Regions from separate parts of the Sus scrofa genome. Here all the other regions are linked to region 3. Evidence: chromatin contacts called from public Hi-C and HiChIP or PLAC-seq data. All regions are on one chromosome and are shown on one strand. The core of a region is the stretch at or near the end of the contact, and the rest is flanking DNA. Distances in the headings are between cores, read along the strand shown. Region 1 has its middle 160 kb from the start of IRS2. Region 2 has its middle 89 kb from the start of IRS2. Region 3 overlaps MYO16 (unconventional myosin-XVI). Region 4 holds the start of IRS2 (insulin receptor substrate 2).

The links. A called contact is a pair of places that touch in the nucleus more often than the background predicts. HiChIP or PLAC-seq counts read pairs in DNA pulled down with a chosen protein or histone mark.
Region 1: a Hi-C map of liver shows a contact between it and region 3, with 9 times the contacts expected there. The contact joins two enhancer-like sites. A contact is called at or near these places in 2 of 47 Hi-C or Micro-C datasets (epiblast stem cells and liver).
Region 2: a contact with region 3 is called in an H3K27ac HiChIP or PLAC-seq map of alveolar macrophages. The contact joins two enhancer-like sites. A contact is called at or near these places in 2 of 47 Hi-C or Micro-C datasets (embryonic fibroblasts and heart right ventricle) and 2 of 2 datasets of contacts at active chromatin or transcription factors (alveolar macrophages and skeletal muscle).
Region 4: an H3K27ac HiChIP or PLAC-seq map of alveolar macrophages shows a contact between it and region 3. The contact joins the promoter of IRS2 here to the enhancer-like site in region 3. A contact is called at or near these places in 12 of 47 Hi-C or Micro-C datasets (brain, embryonic fibroblasts, epiblast stem cells and 7 more) and 2 of 2 datasets of contacts at active chromatin or transcription factors (alveolar macrophages and skeletal muscle).

Annotation. Positions count from the first base shown.
Region 1 is chr11:76,497,889-76,500,892 of Sscrofa11.1, forward strand. No RefSeq gene overlaps it. Among named protein-coding and RNA genes, the nearest start is that of IRS2, 160 kb to the right of the region's middle. Within about 2 kb of position 1,358, at least 5 of the 83 cell types and tissues checked have an H3K27ac peak or open chromatin away from gene starts, as enhancers often do. A contact at or near this core is called in liver, where this site is marked.
Region 2 is chr11:76,564,516-76,567,469 of Sscrofa11.1, forward strand. No RefSeq gene overlaps it. Among named protein-coding and RNA genes, the nearest start is that of IRS2, 89 kb to the right of the region's middle. Within about 2 kb of position 1,521, at least 28 of the 83 cell types and tissues checked have an H3K27ac peak or open chromatin away from gene starts, as enhancers often do. A contact at or near this core is called in alveolar macrophages, where this site is marked.
Region 3 is chr11:76,203,063-76,206,095 of Sscrofa11.1, forward strand. It overlaps MYO16 (unconventional myosin-XVI), which reads left to right. Exons shown (of 37, transcript XM_021065905.1): 32 at 863-1,134. Among named protein-coding and RNA genes, the nearest start is that of IRS2, 450 kb to the right of the region's middle. Within about 2 kb of position 1,694, at least 10 of the 83 cell types and tissues checked have an H3K27ac peak or open chromatin away from gene starts, as enhancers often do. A contact at or near this core is called in alveolar macrophages and liver, where this site is marked.
Region 4 is chr11:76,653,086-76,656,000 of Sscrofa11.1, forward strand. It overlaps IRS2 (insulin receptor substrate 2), which reads right to left and starts at 1,554. Exons shown (of 3, transcript XM_021065907.1): 1 at 1-1,554. The coding sequence starts at 1,528. It overlaps LOC110255859 (a long non-coding RNA gene), which reads left to right and starts at 2,326. Exons shown (of 2, transcript XR_002336770.1): 1 at 2,326-2,915.

The sequences.
Region 1 (3,004 bases), core at 108-2,607, 290 kb after region 3:
AGGAAAGGAAAAACGGTCTTTTGCTTCCTCCAGGCCTCATGCATAAAGACCACGTGTGTTTCTACCAGAGTTCCATGGAAATTTCACGACCGCCACCCACTGGAGGCCTTAAATAACGAAGAGCTTTGCAGAAGATTCCCGCCCCCCCCCCCGCCCAATCAGAATACTGATCACGAAACAGGACCAGTAATCTTGCTTTAATGGCATGGAGAGTATAATCCGCTGCATTTGGTAGAGATGCTAAATCAAAAAAGGCAATAAAATGTGTTCCCCTATCAATCAAATATGCTTCTTTGTGTCCTTATTCTGTAAAACAGTAAGCTCGGCTCCCTGAAGAAGACCCCGGGAGGAAGGGAGGCCTGTGCTCCTTTCGCCAGCACCCCGCAGCCTGCATCCTGTGCAGCTGCCGAACAAACAGGTCTACGTGTGAAAAACCTGTTCCCTACACCATGAGATGGCATCGCGGTGTTTTCTGATGTAAGACAATTTGCGGCGCAGAAACACGCTTAGGGGAGACTGGGGGGCGGTAGAAGAAGGCGTCCTAACGTGGAGAATAAATGAAAGAGCTGGGTGCTCAGGCCCAGCTTCCTGGCCATCCTTTCAACCCTGTATTTCAGTCAGAAAGCTTTCCTTGTAAAACCAATTTAAAAAGTCAATACTCATTAAACATGCAGAGGCCTTCATGGGCTTCCTGCTTTGTGTTTTATTCCAGATCAGGCGGTCTGCGTTTTGTCTGTCTGTCTGTCTGTCTGCTGCATGTACAGGGAAAGGGGGAATGCTGGGAGCCCTCACACTGAATTCCCAAGCCCAGATGGGTTTCCTGTCTCTCCCATCGGGGCTCCAGGACACCAAAAGCGAACCTGCTCTTGCTTCTCTGGCAAACTCACCCAGACGCCAGTCTTGGCCGATTCCAGAGCCTTCAGGCTGCCCAGGCCGGCCTTCCCAGGATGCAAGTTTCTGGACATCTGCCAGCACACACTGGCAGGGGCCGGCCCTGCGGGGTCTCTCCTGCGCCTTCCACGTCCACAGACTTCAGTTTGCCTCCTCCCAACCTTGACAGCTGACAAGGGCCCAGGATGTGTCCCACGCTCTTTCTCGAGGTTCCACAGCCTCTGTGGATTCAGAGCTTGGCCTTTTTTAAGAGCATGTCCTGAGGGGGCCCGCAGTGACCTCGCCCTGGCCAGGGCGCCCTGGGTACAGCATATGCCTTCTTGGTATTTGGCCTCCAAAGTCACTCATTCATTACACAGAGTTTATCTGCGTGCATATCCGGCAACAATACTCTTAAATAAATACTCTGCGAGGCATTTTACTCCCTGGCTGTTTGCTTGGCATTTCCATGATCTCAGTGGAGCACGGAAAGGGAGGCGACAGAGGCTTGGCAAACAGTAATTTGCCACCATCTACGCACAAGGGGACAACCGTGAGCCTGGTGCTTTGTTTTAACAGGGAGACACGTCATTGACTTGACGCAGTACATCTGTGTGCCGACCAGAATCGCCTTGAAAATTCCACTTGCCAAAGCCTGCCAGCTCACCTCTGTTTGGAGAGGACAGAGACCAAGTGGCTCGGGAGCGAGGGGACCTGGTTCCGCCCTGCAGTCCGACCCTCGCAGCCTCAGACCCAGGCCAGGTGTTGGGATTCTGTGAGTCTCAGGGGCCTCCCGCTGTCCAGGGATCCTGAAAGATCCCCCACCTGCTTCTCAGAATTGTTTGGTCTTTAAAATGAGCCAAAGTCTGAAAATCCGAGAGTAGAAACGCAGAGACACGCAGGCGCGGCCTGCTTGTAGCAAGATCACCCCCACATCACGAGCACGAGCTCCAGCAGCACCCTCCATGCTTCACTGTTATTAGTCGATTTTTTACACCTTATGAGATTCGATTTCTTTAGAAAGGTCAGGACGTGCGCACGCCCGCACAGCCAGAAATCTGTTTCAGACGCACCCGCGTTTGTCAGCGAGACCTTTCCTGCCCGCTTCACCTGGCTCTTCCTCCCACTTTCCCTTTTCCATTAGCTGCGAACACAGATCTCTCCTGCACAAATAAGCACAGGTTCCAGTGAAGACCTGCCAACAGGAAGAAGATGGGCGATTTCGCAAGGTTCACTGCGTTTGTTCCAACTGAAGCCGAGCCGACTTCATTCATACACCCTAAGAAAGCATCGCTGCGTTTTATGAGAACAGCCGGAGGCAGGCAACCCGAGAAGGGGACGGGGCGTTCCCCCCGGGCCACCCAGGGCTGGGGAGGGAAGCTACTGTTTACTTACAGACAGTGGGGAACATCCACGATTCAGATCCGGAATCTTTTCATAATGGCCCATGGGCCAGGCAGGTTGAAGAAAGTCATATATCAGGCAGCAATGTGCTTTTCAAGATCCAAAGAGTCCAGGCCGCATTCATGGGTCTTCGCCAGGGCTGGTTCCGGTCCATTTTCTGGGATGTGAAGACCTCTCCAAGGAGATAAAACTCCAAAGCCTCGGCTGATTTAAGAGTTGCCAGACCCTGGTCACACGACCTGTCTCGCTGTAATTGTTAGAATGTTCCTAGGACCTCCCCGCCCCAGCAGCTTGGCCTAGTCCTTCCCGCCCCCACCAGGAAAGGTGTGTGGCCCACTCCTCATCCGGCCCCTATGGGGCAGCATACACTCCCAACCAGCCAGCAAGTGTACCCGAAGACCCCGTTCTCTCCCAGCCAACCAACAGGTCAGCAGGTGGGTGCCTAGACCTCTCCGCACACGCCTTTGTCTCTGGGCGGTACAAGCAGACACGACCATGTGCCCGGGGTCACTGCTTCCTGATGAGCAGGAAGTCGGCCCGCTGTGTTAACAGCGTCTCTCGCCTCAATAAACTTGTCTTTTCTTCACCTTGCTTAGGACCTGCGAAATTCTTTTCCTGCCTGTAGGCAGAGACCCCAACACACGTCTCCTCACACACCTGGGCACGCCTGGTGCAGAGAGGGAGGTCCTTTGAATACCAGCTTTCGACCTGGGCTGTCAATGGCCCTGTG
Region 2 (2,954 bases), core at 271-2,770, 360 kb after region 3:
ATAAATTGGCAGTAGCAGAAAAATACAGGATGAATTTATTAGCGTGCAAGGTCAGCTCAAAGGAAGGCCAGGCTGCCGAGGGAGCGTGCTGTGGGCTTGCTTTTAACCCACCTCCCAAACTCAGCCAGGCTGAAAAAGACCCTTTAACTACTTAATTACTTCTTAATAGTTTTAAGCAAATTCAAAAGACTGTGCCTGTTGCTAAGGGCCTGGAGGTCCGAGCTGGCAGGAATTTGTCAGGAATTCCTGTTTGGACTGGAGTTTCTGAAACCTGCTTAGAAGCCCCCAGGAAACCTGCCTAGGGCTCTCCCCCTGCTGAGAGCCCACAGCAAGCCACGGCCTTGTGAGACGGCTTTTGGGGGGTTTTCTTTTGTTGGGTTTTTTCTGGGTTGTTTCGGGGGGGTTATTTTTGTTTTGGGGGGCTTTTGTTTTTCGTGGGTTTTTTTCTTTTTTTTTCTTTTCTTTTGTTTTTTTGCCTTGTTGACTAGGTATTTACTTTGACCCCAGAATTCTATATTTGGGAACAAAAAGCAGCTTCTAACAGCAAAAAACAAACAAAACAATCAAGTTGAAAATACAATTGTTTCCAAGCAGAGATTCAACAGTGTGATACATGCCCTGCAGATAAGGGCTATAAAGGAACCTCGGGAGAAACCGTTTCGCGTGGACACTGCCTGGAGCTCAGATGCCGCGGCGGCAAGGTGGGCGGTGCTCCTGATAAAGACGTAGGTACCTTCGAGAGTGCTCCCGGCCACCTGAGGCGTCCCCGTGTTAGAAACACAATCCTCCCTTTTCCTTTTGATATTTTTCCAAAGGGCTTAAAGCTGTCAGGCAAAATTAGCCCCACTGGTATGAGATGAAGTGTTTGGAGCCGCGTTTGCTAGCGCGTTGGCAGGAAAGGTTGTAATTCAAATTTGAATGAGCCCCGAGACCTGCGGTGGGTTATGGGAGACCATTTCTCCTCCTCTTCGAGGCCCTGCCCCCACTCCCCACCCCTGCCTGTCCCCAGGGGAGCCTCTGCCTGACTCCAAGGGGGGGCGGCGGGGGAAGGGGGGGCAGGCAGGCTGGATCGCCCTCCTCCGCCTTAGCTGGCAGATCACAGCCCTGTCGATTCTTCTGCTCTGTAGCAAAAAGGCGGGATGATGAACCCATCACTGCATAGCGAGGGCCCAGGCCACATTCACCAAGGGGGGGTGTGTGTGTGTGTGTGCAGGTTCCTGGGCTTTGCTGCCCGCTGTCCCCTGCTGGTGGCCGCAGCCTTGGGGTCGGCTGTCACAAGCCCCTGGGCCGCCTGCCTGAAGTAGAGAGCAGGGTCCAGAGCCAGGTCCGGTTCTGAGGTTCAGATGGGCTCCTGGTTCCTGCCGGTCCCGGGCGTGTCGGTGCTTTCGTGCATCCGCGTGTCCCAGCCGGGCCGCCTCCATGCCCACGTCCGACCACGCGTCTCACCCGGTAGGTCTTCAGCAGACATTCGAGATCTGCTCGGTGACACGCAGCCCGGAGCCGGGAAGGGTCACAGCGCAGGCGCCAAACCGGGCTCCTCCGAGGCCACCTGCTCCTCCCCCTAGGGGCGGGGCCTGCACTGTCCCTACCGCCGAGGATGTGCGGAAGGTTTGGACAGCAGCAACTTGGCTGGGCTTTCTGTCCGCCCCCTTCCCCAGGAGACCAGGGTCTGGGGCGGCGAGTTCAAGCCCCAGCCCCCAGCCGTAGCTGTCTGACATCAGCTGCAGTCTCGGGGTCGAGCCAGACCAGACCTCCTGTGACCTTCCTCCAGCCAGTTATCACAAAACAAACCCGCATGTTGAGGGTAGAGTTCAAATCCTGAACCGTGCCAGCCAGGGCCCTCGAAAGGCCCCTTGGGGCCAAGCGCCGCTGGGCGGCTTCTCCACTAACCCAGCAGCAGGGCGCGTCTCCACCCAGCCGGGGGTCCGCGGTCCCCAACCCGAGATGGTGGCTGTTCTGACGCATGTCTTGGCCAGTCTTCTAGCCTCAATCCAACAACTGTGTAGACCTTGTAAAACCAGGGACCCAATTCTCTGGACTCTGCCCTGGACAGACAACTCATAAAAGGCTATCCAGGAGCTCCCCGGTGGCCAGGTGGTTAGGATTCCGTGTCTTCACCAGCCTGGGTTTAGTCCCTGATCTGGGAACGGAGAGCCCGCATCAAGCCACTGCACACCATGGCCAAAAAATAAAAAATAAAAAGTATAGCATTAAAGAAAAAAGGCCATCCCACAGTGAATCGCCTGAACGTCTTTGTTGAGGCATCTTCAGACACATATGCTTTAGTTACTAATTCTGCTCTTATAAGGAAGAGAAGCATAGTTCTGAAAGGACAGAATGTTCCATCTTCGTGGCCAACTTCAAAAATGATCCAGCAAGCTCCAGGCATTACTGTGTTAGGGTTAATACATTTGCATATTTCATTGGTCATTAAAAAAAAAATCCCCTTATTATAAAAACAGAGAAACAAAAGGTGATATATTGTACCAGGGAATACTACCCAACCATCAAAAGAATGCATTACTGACATGCGCAGACACACCTTGAGACGTGACTTTAGGTGAAGGAAGCCAGACACACGAGGCCATGAGGATCTACTCCGTTTCTGTGAATTATCCGGGGTGCCCAAGTTAACAGAGACGGAAAGCAGGTGGGTGGCCGCCAGGGGCTGGGGGCAATCAGGACTAGCTCAGGACTGCCGGTGGATGTGCGCGTCTGGGGTGGCGGGGTGGGGAGAATGTTCCCGAATAAGATGGTGGTGGCGGTCACTCGGCTTGAACATACGGAGGACCGTTGACCCGAACCTTCAGAAGCGTGGATGTTACGATCTCTGAATCATATCTCAAGTGAAGAAATAAAACAAATGAGGGGCGAGGGCAGATGGGACCAGAAAGGACCTCCTTATCCTTCACGCAAGGCCTAACGTTGCGCCACTTTTGACCTTTGTGCAACCG
Region 3 (3,033 bases), core at 444-2,943:
GGAGACTCCTTGTAAAAATGAATGTCCTGGCATCTCCCTAGCACAGGATTACATTGGCATCTGAAGCCAGAAGGAATCTTTTTGAACCAGATAACTATTCATTTTATATGACTTCCAGAATAATATTTATTATTTTCTCGGCTGGAGCTAAACAGCCACCCCAATTTCTCAATTTCATTATGTATTCATTGGCCCGATGTAAAATTAAGTGAGGAAGTGTTTGTCTATTTATCTATTGAATACCAGCAGTTCACTTGGCATTGGACAACCAGATGGAGTAACAGAAGAAAAATAATAATTCCGCACTTAATTAAATAATCACTGCTGGAATTTAAATGGTAAGGGAAAGAGAGAGAGAGAGAGAAAGGGGGGCAGGGCAAATGTAAATCTTTGATGGTTTTAAGTAAAGTACATTCTGTTTTGCAGGGGGGAGCAGTGGGGAAGTCCCAGCAGTTTGATGCATCAGTAACTCTCTATTAAGATGGATTTCCCAGAAATTATCATTCAGATTGAAATTCTGGTTTTGTGATTTGCTTAATAATCAGAGTGTGAAAAATGCATTCAGCCAATGCCTGCTAGCAAATGTGGCAGTTCTTAAGACGTCTTGGGATTGTGTGAGATTCTTTTTAAGTAATAATGATGAGCCTCCATCGTGCTTATGGATCACGAAGCAGGGGCTGGAAGGATGGGGGGCTTTCTCAGGATGCACCGGGTACCGCAGTGCCACGGGCATCCTCCAGCCTCCGCGGGTGGGCTGTATACCAAAGGGCTGTGATTATGTCTCCTGGAGCTGGCTCATTGTTACCATCCAAATAATGCAGCTGGGTCTGTCTGGGGGGGCTCTTTGTGTTTGTCCCCCCAGAGCTGAAGACAAGGCTGGACCCAGGCACTTCCACTGCAGCTCCGTCCCGGTGCCCCTGGCGGTGGACGGCCTGGTCCAGTCCCTGGCTAGTCCATCCACCCGATCTCCTTCTCTGCACTCCGTGTTCAGCCTGGATGACAGCAGTAGCCTCCCGTCACCACGGAAACAGCCTCCGCCCAAGCCGAAGCGGGACCCCACCACGCGGCTGAGCGCCTCCTATGAGGCTGTGAGCGCCTGCCTGTGGGCTGCGGCCAGGGACTCAGCCAGTGAAGGTGAGCCCAGGGGAAGGAAGAGAGAGATCTGCCCCCCCTGGGTTACTGATGCCTGATTTCCCGTCTTTGGGTGCCCGGGGCAGTGCTGTCCACCCCACCCCCCAATACATTTTTAATAGAATTAAATCCATCAACGGCTTGCCAGGGGGCCCTTTGAATCATTAAATATAAATAATATTGCATTCAGTTCGCTAAGCCTCTTAGGGAAAAGCTACTTACATATGATTTCCTTAAGTCCTAGCCCAACTTCGACAGTGCATGAGGAGCCTTCAACCAGAACAATTCAGAAAGTCGGCCTCTAGTCCGTGTCAATGTTTGCTAATTAAAAAGCTAACATAATTCATCTGGCTTCCCCGTTATCGGCACCTAATTAAACATTAAGCCCGGGGAAACGGCGCAGGCAGAGGAGAACCATGACTCGGCAAAATGCAGTGGGGGTGAAAGTGGGGACAAGAGAACCACAGTGTCTGCCTTGCTGGACGGACATACTTGCGCAAAACCACAGCCCTCTCCGGATCAGATCTCTCCCAGAAGAGGTCATGCGATGTTTTTGCTTCATCGTTCGTTCTGAGCGTGGTTGGGAAGCGCAGAGGGAAGTCCTTCTCTGCGGCACATCAGCCGCACAGCCTTGAGTTACTGCCCTCAGAGGGAGGCCCTACTGAGGCCCGGAGGAGCACAATAAATGAATGAATAAATAAATAAATAAATGCCCTCGGGGCGGCAGGTGGTGAGCACAGTAAGCAGGTAAACACACAGCGTATTTGTCTTCCAAGCGGGTGGCTGCCGAGAAAACACGGTAGGGGGTGGCGGTGTTCTCAGGTGACTTCGGGGTGAGAGCGCTGAACTCCCAGACCTCAAGGGCCAGCTGGATGGAGGTCCCCAGTCCCTGTCCCTTTGGAGAAAACATTCGGCAAGGAGCCTGGGAGTGGTGGAGCGTATCAAGTGTGTACAAGAGAGAAGCCTGGGCAGGCGGGGTGGGGCAGAGCGACAGACAGACAGAGACAGAAAGGGGGAAGAGAGTGCCGCCTGTTTTGGGGGTGATTTAAATCCGTCCGATGGGGGCCCTCCTTCCAGGTTTCCTCTGGCCTCTTAAGCCCACCTTGGGCCTGACTCCGGGCCCTCATCTGTGTGACAAGCATCTTTTAGCCAGGATGGATTCTAGCGCAGAATGGATGGATTCTTCTCCCAGGATGGTTTCTGGGAAGCCGACGGGATGTGCTGTGGTCTGGTGCCCCTCTCCCTTCTCTGGCCCCTGAGGAACCTTTCTGCGCATGTGTGGTTCTGGAGGGCTCCTTGACCTCAAGAGTGAGAACTATCTGGTTGGAGTTCTGTGGTGGCTCCGTGGGTTAAGAACCAGACAAGAGTGTTGGTGAGGATGCGGGTTCCATCCCTGGCCTCACTCAGTGGGTTAAAGATCCGGCATTGCCACAGGCTGTGGCATAGGCTGCAGATGCGGCTTGAACCCCAGATCCCAAGTTGCTGTGGCTGTGGTGCAGGCTGGCAGCTGCTGCTCTGATTCGGGCCCTAGCCTGGGAACCTCCATGTACCACAGATGCGGCCCTAAAGAAAAAAAGAGGGGGGGAGAAGTTTCATGTAGAAAGTCCTTCTTTTATCCAGGCAGGACCCAGCTCCTCCTTAATCCTGCCACAAAATCTGTCTTGACACTATCTTTTCACCGGGGACATATTCCAGTTGCTCAGCCTGGGCCCCTTCTAGCTCCCACCTCAGGGGTGGAGGGTGACATTCTAAATGAAATGACGACATAGGTGTCCCCAGAAAAGATTGTGTGAGCACAGGAGGGGGCACAATTTCTTTGGTGAATAAACGAGCTCCAAATGCAAAAGCACAACAAAGCCATAAGCTCGTCTTTGGGAAAGACGGTTGGTTGACGCCAAGGAG
Region 4 (2,915 bases), core at 304-2,803, 450 kb after region 3:
TCAGGTCCCCAGGGCTAGAGCCATACTCATCCAGGGACATAAAGCCAGGGTCGCTGGGGGAGCCCGAAGCCGAGGCGCTGCCGCTGGAGGGTCGCTGAGGGTGCAGGGGATGCTGCAGGTGCGGGTGTGGGCCGGGAGGTGGCGGGTAGGAGCCCGAGCCATGCCCGCTGCTGGACGACAGGCTGCCCGGGCTGGTGGCGGCCGGGGGCGAGTGCGCCACGGGCATGGACATGGAGCGGCTGTGTTGCAGAGCGCCCCCTGCCGGCGCCAGCGTCACTTTGCTGGCGCGGCCGCCGCAGCCGCCGCTCAGGGTGTGCGAGCGGCTCAGGGGCGCGCGCACAGGCCCTGGGCTCAGGGGGCTCCCCGACACCGACACCGGCCTCCCGCCTGCCGCCCCGGCCCCCGCAGCCGCGCCGCCGTCGCCCTCGCTGGCCGTGCGAACCCGGCACGAGCTGCACTTGGCCGCCGGCGGGGTGGCGGCCAGGCTGTCCGTGCGCGAGCGGCGCACCAGGCCAGTCTGGCTGGGGGGCAGGTTGACCAGGTGGTGGTGGCGGCGCGCGCCGGGGACGCTGATGGGGTGCGTGGCTGACGAGCCGGACGACTGGCTCTTGCTGCGCGGCCGGAACTCGAAGAGCTCCTTGAGCGCCTTCATGGCCTCCAGGATGGTCTCGTGGATGTTCTGGGCCACCACCGAGTCGTCCGCCTGCATCCACAGCTCTCCCGGGCCCGTGACGGCCGAGCGGCCCACCTCGATGAAGAAGAAGCTGTCCGAGTGGCCGCAGCGGCGGATGTTCATGAGCTGCAGGGTCACCGACGGCTGCTCGCAGTTGAGCTTCACGAAGCCGATGGTGCGCGCCGACAGGCACAGGCGGTACACGCCCGTCAGGTTCTTGCTCTGGCCCAGGCCCTTGGGCTTCAGGTTCACCTGCCACACCTCGCGGTAGGCGGCCGTGGCGGGCGCCACCAGCCCGTAGCTGTCATCGGCCGCCGCGGCGCCGGCCGAGCCGCCCAGGGCGCCGGGCAGGGAGGCGCTGCAGGACGCGGCGGTGGCGGCGGCGGGGGGCGCGTCGCCGGCGCTCGCGCGGCCCTCGCTGACCAGGTCGGTGAGCGCGCGGTACCAGCCCTCCTGCTCCTGCTCGTTCTCGGCCGCTACGGCAAAGTACTCGTCCTTGGTGTAGAGGGCGATCAGGTACTTGTGCTTGGCGTCAGCGCGCTTGTTGATGTTCAGGCAGCAGTCGAGCGCGATGACCCGCTTCGGGGCGCCCGCCTTGCTCCGCCACTTCTTCTCGCTCTCGTAGTACTCGAGCCGCGGCGGCTGCGGCGCCGACCCCCCACCCGCTGTCGCCGTCGCCTCGTCGCCGCCCGCGCCGGGCCCGCGCAGCACGAAGAAGCGCTTGTGGCCGTGCTTCTGCTTGCGCAGGTAGCCGCACTTGCGCACGCTGTGGTTGTTGTTGTTGTTGTTGTTGTTGAGGTTGGGGCCGTCGCCGCCCGCCGGCCCGGGGGGCCCGTGCAGCGGCGGGCTCGCCATCGCCGGCGATTCAGGCCCCGCCGCCCGGCCGGGCTTGGAGGGGCTGGAGGGAGCGGAGGGGGCGCGGGCGGGAGCGGCTCCCTCCCCCCCCTGCTCGCCCGCCCGAGCCCGCGTCCCTCGGGCCCAGGAGGTGGAGAAGGTTCGGGGAGGCCCGCGGGGGCCGGCACCGCGCGGTGGCGCAGCGCCCTCCGCGCTCCGGGGCCCCAGAGGATGACCAACGCGGGCGGTGGCCGCCCCCTGGCCCGGCTGCCCGCGGCCGCTTCCTCCTGGGCTCTCGGGCGGCGCCTGGGGACTCGCTGGCTGGGCCGAGAGTCGGGGTCCCCGAGCCGTGGGGCCGAGCCTTAAGGCGCGCGCGGCCGCACCGGTCCCGCCGCTGCGCCGCGCTCCGCGGTGCCGGGGTGTGCCCGGGTACTCGGGGTCCGCGCCGCCGCCGGGGTTGGTGCTGCTGCTGCTGCCAACGGCGACCCGGGCTCGTCGCGGTCCCCGCCGCACAGTGAGTAACACATCGCGCACCGAGTGACTGAACTAAGAAGAGCAAAACAACATGTGACTCGGCGTTACGCAGGCACACACTGCGCGGCCGCCCCGCCCCGCCGCCCGCATTGGCGCCGCGCCCCCGGACGGACGGCGCGTGCGGCCAATGGGCGCCGGGCGCGGGGGGGGCGGGCCGCGCGCCCCCGCCCCGCCCCCCTTTCTCCCGGGGCCGCGTTTCCCGCCGTCCCCTCCCCCTCCCGCGGAGGCCGGGGCCCGGGGCGGGGTGGGGGCCGGCCCGAGCCTCATTAATCAGAGGCTCGTTGGGGATGCCGGCGGAGGAGATGCCACCCAGGGCGGGAAAAGGGGCGCGCGGGAGGGGCGGGGGCCGGCCGCCGCGCGGAGGGCCCTGCCCTCCCGCCTTTGACTCAATTAATTGGGCTCGAAGCTTCCGCCGGGGAGGGGACCGGGGGAGGGAACACTGTAGGGGGTGGGCGCCTGCGGAGATCAGGGGCCGAGACCGCGGACCTGGGCTTGGTGCAGGGGAGGCGGAGGTAGCACCCCACTCGGGCCCCGCATCGCCCCGCCGCCGCCCCATTTGCTGGGGGCCAAGAAGGGGCAGTGAACTTGGCTGCCCTCTCGGAACCACCTTCCCCCAACACACACTTCGGCCAGCAGATCCCGCGCCCAGGCTCGGGGTGGGGGCGCGCCTTGGCGGGTTTGCGCCTGGGTGGTTCCCGGGTGCCCGGCCCCGGCTTGTTTACGAGCATCACATTAGTCCGTCACCGGTGAGCTCTGGATCGGCAGCAGCTTCGGTGCCCCTTCCTGGAAGGAGAGTCGGGGTGCGGGAGGGGGCGCGGATGCGGCGCCCTCTACCCCAGGCCGCGCTGGCGGCGGCCGCTGGCGGGATCCCACC